2 separate regions of the Mustela erminea genome follow, and region 2 is linked to region 1. A link is a contact called in public Hi-C data. All regions are on one chromosome and are shown on one strand. The core of a region is the stretch at or near the end of the contact, and the rest is flanking DNA. Distances in the headings are between cores, read along the strand shown.

What was found. A called contact is a pair of places that touch in the nucleus more often than the background predicts.
Region 2: a Hi-C map of skeletal muscle shows a contact between it and region 1, with 9 times the contacts expected there. The contact joins the promoter of TSC22D3 here to the enhancer-like site in region 1. A contact is called at or near these places in 2 of 3 Hi-C or Micro-C datasets (skeletal muscle and spleen).

The regions. Positions count from the first base shown.
Region 1 is chrX:89,654,400-89,657,915 of mMusErm1.Pri, forward strand. No RefSeq gene overlaps it. Among named protein-coding and RNA genes, the nearest start is that of PRPS1, 54 kb to the left of the region's middle. Within about 2 kb of position 1,407, the one cell type or tissue checked has open chromatin away from gene starts, as enhancers often do.
Region 2 is chrX:89,744,685-89,748,146 of mMusErm1.Pri, forward strand. It overlaps TSC22D3 (TSC22 domain family protein 3), which reads right to left and starts at 2,006. Exons shown (of 4, transcript XM_032329662.1): 1 at 1,992-2,006; 2 at 1-348. The coding sequence starts at 242. All of the region lies in intron 3 of NCBP2L (nuclear cap-binding protein subunit 2-like), which reads left to right.

The sequences.
Region 1 (3,516 bases), core at 157-2,656:
AGGCTGAATCTAGCCCTCAGACAGAATTTGTTTGGCCCCAACAGTGTTTTCCAAAATTCTGCATTAGTTGCCAACCTTTTTTAAAAGTGCAAGAATTCACATAAAAACCCAGAGTTCTGGGCTTTTCTTGAAAAAGAAAAATCTATCAACTCTGGACCCACAGGTCTGGATGACAACAAGTGTGGGAGGGGAGTGACGGCTGCTTCTCTTAGAAGGTCTCTAACACTGGTGCTCCTCAAACTGTCAGGTGCTGAAGAAATCTGTTCCAAGGCAGATCCTAATATCCAGAATGGGCAAATCTGGGGAGATAGAAATAGTGGTTGCCCATGGCTGGATGGTGGAGGGAATGCAGACTCATACTGCTAATGGGCATGGGGTTTCTTTTGGGGGTGATGGAAATGCAACCAGGGAGATAGAGGTGGGAATTGCACAAAACTGTAAAAACCACGGAGTCCCACGCTTCAAGAAGGTGAATTCTGAGCTGTGCGAATTGCATCTTGAGAAAGCTGTTCCTTTAAAAGTGGAGATACTGATTCCCTAGGGCTGAGGTGGGGCTGGAGAGTCTGCATTTCTAACAAGCACCCGGGTTCGAGCCACCCTTGCTGGTCCAGGGACCAGCTCTGTGTCATCCGTGCAACCAATGGTTCGCAACCTCTGCTGCATACTGGAACCACCCGGGGCGTTTTTAAAACTACCCTTGTCTGGATCCCAGCCCCACCCCCACCCCCGATTCTGATAATATGAATGCGGGATGAGGCCCCGGGCATCAGAATTTTTGCAGTTCCCCGGGTGACTCTACTTGGCAGCCAAATCTGAGAACCAGCTGTCTTACACCTCGGCCACTTTCCCCTTTCCCGTTAGTTGCTTGGGTGCGCCGGTGGCGTCTGACCCGGGCTCGGCTCCAAACCGCCCCCTACCGCCGTCCCCAATCCCATGACAGCTCTGGGTTTCGGAAGCCTCCCCCGTCCCCCACCCCAGGTCCCTGGCAGGTGGCTGTGGTTCTATTTCCCGGGGCGAGCTAGGGTGAGGGCATTTGTCGGAGGCTCTTGGAAAATCTAAAGAACTCTGATCCTCCCAGGGGCCTCTGGTAAGCAAGCCGGGACTCCCCGGCAACCCAGGTAGAACTGCCCAGCAGCCGCCACCGCCAGCGCTGGCCTCGCCGCCACGCCCTTGTCTGGCGGCCGCATGGCAGCCCACATGCCCGTCCGTTCCCCGCTTCCCCCGGCAGCAGCGCGTGGGAAGACATGTGCTCGTAGGGGAGGGTGAGCACAAGCGCGCGCGGCCGCACTGCCAGGGCTGGAGAGTAGACCGAGAGCCCGCGGCGGCCGCCCTTCCCCAGCAGTGGGCGGAGGATCGGGGCGGGGGCGGGACAGAAGGTGGGCGGGCGCCGGGCGGAGCCCTTCCCCCAGGGCACCCTGGGTAATCTGCGCTGGCGTGCGAGCCTCGCTGAGCGGCCGCCCGGAGCAAGGTCCAGACGTGTGCAAGTCGTTCCAAGTGAAAAGAGGTTATAACCGCAGAAAGACAGAACATTTCGTTCTAAGTGGGAGGAGGACAGCTGGGCAAGGCCACTGGAAAGGCTTCCCCCAGCCAGCCTTGCTTTTACAGGACTGATACCACTTCCCAGATGTTTTAAGCATAACATCTCTATTCCCCCTCCCCTCCGCCCCCCACCCTCGCCACTTACTTGCTTTCTGCAGTCGGCTTGAATGTGCCTATTCGTGTCCTTTTTTTTTTTTTCCCCTCAAGGGCTTGCTTGCCTCTTTTTTTTTTTTTTCCTAGACATTGGAGAGGGTTTAATGAGATTCTACCTAGAAGGTGCCGTAAAAGCTGGGGTAAAGCTGGTGTTAAAGGCTCTCTCGATTGATTGCTGCGGCTCTCCTAATTGATCTAGCACTGCGGACACTTTCTCACTTGATAATTCCTTGGAGGCTCCAGGGCGCCTAAGAGCCTTTGGGGGCCTCTTGTAGTTTGGAGAACAAACAAATGCCTCGCCGCTTGGCTCTCCGGGGCCCTTTCTCCTTTCAAGACTGGCTTGGTCCCCTTGCCTTTTCTGCATATGGTGTGAATTGAGGCACATGGGTGCCTGCAAGAGAGCATAGAGGATGACAGCCCTGAGCTGGGCTGAAGGGCCGCAGGCAGGCAAGACTGTGCAGGAGGTGATCTTTTGAGTTCTTTGAGGCCCCTGTGCCTTCCTTCTACCCAAGAGATCAGAGAACCTGCTGGGGGCAGCCTGTGGCTGTGGCCCCAGGGCAGGCCAACTTTGGACAGAGCAGAGCGGAACATTCTCAGCTCAGTCCCTTGGTGGTGCCTCCCTCCCCACATGGAAAAAACGCTGACAGGGCAGATTCTCAGCATCTCCTCTGCCCCACCAGGCCTAGACAGCCTGCTCTCTGCCCCTGCCCTTTGCCCTCTGGCTCTGGCTCCTTCTCCAACAATGACATAGGAGATAAAAGGCTGAGGTATAGAGGGCAAGTGGCTCTGAATTAGGATGAGAGGCCCCGGGAGAACCACCATCTATGGAGCAAGGACTGAGTTCCTCAGAGAAGGATCCTTGGTTGATGGGGCGGGGGGTAGTTTTCACCAGGCAATGGTGGCCTGAAGGGGATGGTCCTGAGCTGTGACCTTGGGAAAAGAATCTGATGAGGGGCCAGGGAGAACTGTGAGAGGGCATGTAATCAAAGGGGCATAATTATACAAGTTAACATGTATTGAATGGCTTCTAACTGCCAGACACAAGGCTAAATGCTTTACATGGATAATCTCATTTAGCTCTCTCAAGTGCCCTAATTACTACCATTTTACTCACTGGGAATGGAAATTCAGGCTCAGAGAACTTAAGTCACTTGTCCAAGTTCCACAGTGAGTAAGGGGGAGTGAGGCCGAGCACTCAGCTCCATCAGAGTTTGGAGCCACTGCCCTTAGCTAGGCAGCCTCCCTGTGGACAGCATGAAGGCCTCAGATGTTACCAAGGAAGGTTCTGGAAACTCCACCCAAAGGGACCACTGCATCCCGCAAAACCTGGGAAAGACAGAGGGATCTCGGGAAAATTCTCACCCCATCCTCTGTGCCCAACTCTGCAGCCTGTGGCGAAAAGCCTTTCCCTGCTGTCAGCCTCTGGTCCCCGCCTGAGCCATGTGCACATCCATGTGCAACCATGAGGCTCATGGGATAGGGGTGGGACTTGCTGTTGGCACAAGTGCCTGGGTTAGAGGGGAACGAATCAGCACACAGAAGCAGGCTCTGCCTTTTCCACTCTTGAATCCCCAAGGAGCACTAGGCTTGAGCTAGGAGAGTGTTCTAGATGTTCCTGGCCAGGAGAGCTAAGGTGGGGCATCTCTTTCATCAGCTGTGCCAAAAGTCACCCCAGCAAAGACAGCACTGTTTAGACACCTGTTGTTAGCCCCCGGTGTGAACTTTTCTGTAAGGGTTTGCACAGGGGGCCCTTTGCAATGTTCTTAGGGGTTGCCTGGTCCCTACCCCAGCAGTCAGGCCCCTCTAGCCAGGGACAGTGAATCA
Region 2 (3,462 bases), core at 756-3,255, 91 kb after region 1:
GGGTCCCGCAGCACGGGCTCTAGCGAATCCTGCCGCATTATGCTGTTGAGCTTGTCGGTGTTGAGGTTCTCGAAGATTAGCTTCTCCTGCAGCTGCCGAAAGTTGCTCACGGTAGGGCTGCCCGGATTGTTGTTTTCTCCGCTGCTGTCGCGCTGGAGCCCGCTCCGGTGGGCCAGGTCCAGGCAGCAGTTGCAGCAGTCGAGACCGACAGGTGAACGGCAGTCGGTCTTGGGCTGGGCCATCTTCTCAGGCTCGGGGGCCGTTTGGCCCTCGAGGTCAGGGTCGGCTGGCAGGTGCGCGCCCGCCGGGCTAGCTTGAGGGGACTCCAGGGTGTCTGGAAAACACAAGCTGCGAGAGGAGTTGGAAATTAGCGCCTAAAGCCAGCCACCCTCGGCTCGGCCCCCTCCTGGCTGTGCTGCCCTGGGTGCGAATAGAAACAGCTGGACAAACAGCTCTGAGCGGATCCTTCGGGCTCACTTCCTTCTCTTCCTCCTCCCCCTCCTCTAGAGGCTGGGGCTGCCCGCCCCCCCCTCCCCAGGTGCCACACGCGGCTCTAGCGCAGTCCTAAGTTTCCCAAGTGTGAGCGGGGCTCGGCGGACCTGTGGCAGCAGGAAGGGCGGGCAGCAGGGCAGAGGGAGAGCCAGGGCGCGCCCTCGTTCCCTCCCTCCTTTGCTCCCTCCCTCCCCGGCTCGCTGGCTCTCCCGCTCTCGGGCTCCCCTGGGTTGTGCCGGCTGTGCGGTGGTAGGAGCGGAGAGCGAGTGAGCGAGGGAGCCAGTGAGCGAGTGAGCGAGCTGCACGCCCAGGAGTCAGCACGGGGCTGTGACAGCATGTAAATTACCCCAGGGGGGCCGGCGGTGAGCGCTCCTCGCCGCTTCCCTGGCGGCCGCCTGGGTCCAGCCCCCCAAGCTCCCGCCTCCCTCCCCCCCTCCGCCGCCCGCACCCTTGTGCCCTCGCACCCACACGGCCGCTCGCACCCTGGCCCGCGCTCCCCCAGTCCGCGCGCCTGGCGCTGCCGCCGCTCGGGCTCTCTGGCCGCTCAAGGCGCATCCACCGTCAAAAATCTACTCGCGGTCAGCCGCGGACGCCGCGCCAACCCGGTCTCGAGCTCCGCGGGAGGGCAGATGTTCGGCGTCCCGCCGAGGACGGGTCCCCCTGCAGGAGAGACGCCGCCCGCGCGAGCCCGTCTCGTCGCTGCCTTAACCCTCCGCCCCGCCACCAGCCTATTTGGGGGGTCTGCAGAGAGAGAACCGCTGCCCCCGCGGGGAGTCTGAGAGCGCCCGGCACGCTCTCGCGGTGCCCAGGGGAATGCCTTAAACGAAACTCACGAAAGCACGCTCAAACTCGCCTCGGTTTCTGGCCCCTTCTTCTCCTGATCTTCCCCTCTTTCCCCCACGCGCACACTCCTCTTTTCCCTGAACCCCATCTGAGGCCATCAGTGCCCAGGCTTCAGGGAATGCCAGCTCCCCGGGTGGCTTCCCGCTGCCTTGCCCCTTCTCCCTTCCTGGGCTCGCGTCTCCGTTTGCCCTTCCGTCTCTCGGCACTTCTTCCCCACTCTTTCCCCTTTCTTTCATTTTCTTTCTTCCCCGTATTTCTTTCTTTACCCGTTTCCGCTCCTCTTCCTTTTCTTTCTTGCCCCCCTTCCTTCTTTCTTTCTTTTTTTTTTCCTCCTCGGCATTTCCTCAGTTCTTCCCTCTTCTCCCCCATTCCCCATCTTCCCCCATTCCCCGTCTTCCCCATTACCGTCTTCTCCCCCATTCCCCGGCTTCTCCCCCATTCCCCATCCCCCTTCCCCATTCTCCGTCTTTTTCTTTCTGTCCCCTTCATTTCCCCCATTCGATTTCCCCCCGCGTGTCCCTCGCGTCAGCAACCCACGCTTTCTCCTCGGGTCTGCCCCTTTCTCCTCACTTAACTTATCTTCCCCTACTTTTCCAAGCTTGCTGCCCCGCCTTTTCTGATCCCCGTCTGCCACCTTAGTTGGTCTCTGTCCTCACCCTTTCGAGAGCTGTGGTGAGGAAATGCTCATAGGCACGGGGGTGGCGTGAAACTGCGAGCCGAGGAGTTCTTGGCTCCGAGCAGAGAGTGCTTCTGGGGCTGAGGAAAGGTGAAAGGTCAAATCCGTGGAGAGCGAGGCAGGATGATTCCTTGGGTCACATACCCCTTGGGCTTTTTAAGACGTGGGGAAGGGCTGGGTGGGCAGGACAGGCTTTCAGGGTGGCTCAGGGCTTGGGGAATTGGACTACCCTGAAATGTGGAGGATTCAATAATTATTGGCTCCTGAAAAAAAAATTCCAGATATTCATGATGTTCAGTCTGCACATAAAACTCAGATGGATTTCAGTTTCAGTCAGCGCTCCCCACCCCCCGCCGACTCGCTTTTTTTTCCCCCCCCGTATAAGCTCGTGGCCCTAGCAATAGGGTAGCGTATACTGCCATCTTGTGTTTCAGACCTGGAACATTCCCTGCCTCGGTCACAGAGTTCAAACTCCCGGGAGACCACAGAGGTGCCGCCTAGTGGATTCCTCACTGCATTGGTTCCCAGAGCGGGAGGAAAACGGAGGCAGATTTTACGTAAAAAGGGGCCCCCATGACCGACCTGAACACCCGGACACCAGTCAGGGCTAGGGCCCCCCTCTTTCTGGTGGAGCTTCATTTGCCCGAGTCCCTGCAGATTGGGCTTTCCCTACATTTGAAATTCCCTCTGGGTGCCACAAGGAGCAGCCCTGTGACTAGGAGCAAAGGGCAGCCAAAGAACTCCCCGTTCCCAGGGCCCAGTGGGTCTTGTATGGGGGCCCCACAACTTGCGGAAATGGTGGGAGGGAGGGATGGAGGGAGGGCAGTGCTCTCTCTGCCTTAGGGGCCAGAAAACCAGAAACAAGCTGTATCCCTAGCTCCCAACAAGATCCCAGGATCAGAGATGAAAGTGGCTTTTGGAGATCACTGACCAGACCCGCAGAACTGAGAGCATGGTCCCTATGCTCTCACAGCCTGCTGAGGATTCAGTTTGGTCTCCCAAAAGCCAGTCCTTTATGAAAATGATTATGAAACCAAAGCAATCCTTTAGATGCGTTAATTTCCCCCCCTTTTGTTCTTCTTCCCTTTTTTTTTTTTTTAATGTTCTTGGGTAAAAGCCAGAGGAGGTAGTAGAATATGAAATTTCACAGGCATTGTGCAGACTTATAGCCTACTGAATTGTTTTTTAATTACAGTGTTTATGATTTTCCCTCTTGTTTATAATTATTTTATGTTAAACATTATAACAAAATATATTAGCTCCATAAATGTTTGCTTAAGTTGTGTTTTGAGAACTGCTGGGGCCTTTTGCTTCTCTGCTTGCCTGAGTCCTCTTATCTTTGTTCATAACCTTGGGACGAGGTCCTGGTGGAAGTATTTCCTTCTTGGCATTTGGCACCATTAAACTGAAGATTTTGTCCCCTTGACATTTCCCTTGTTGTAGTCCTTGCT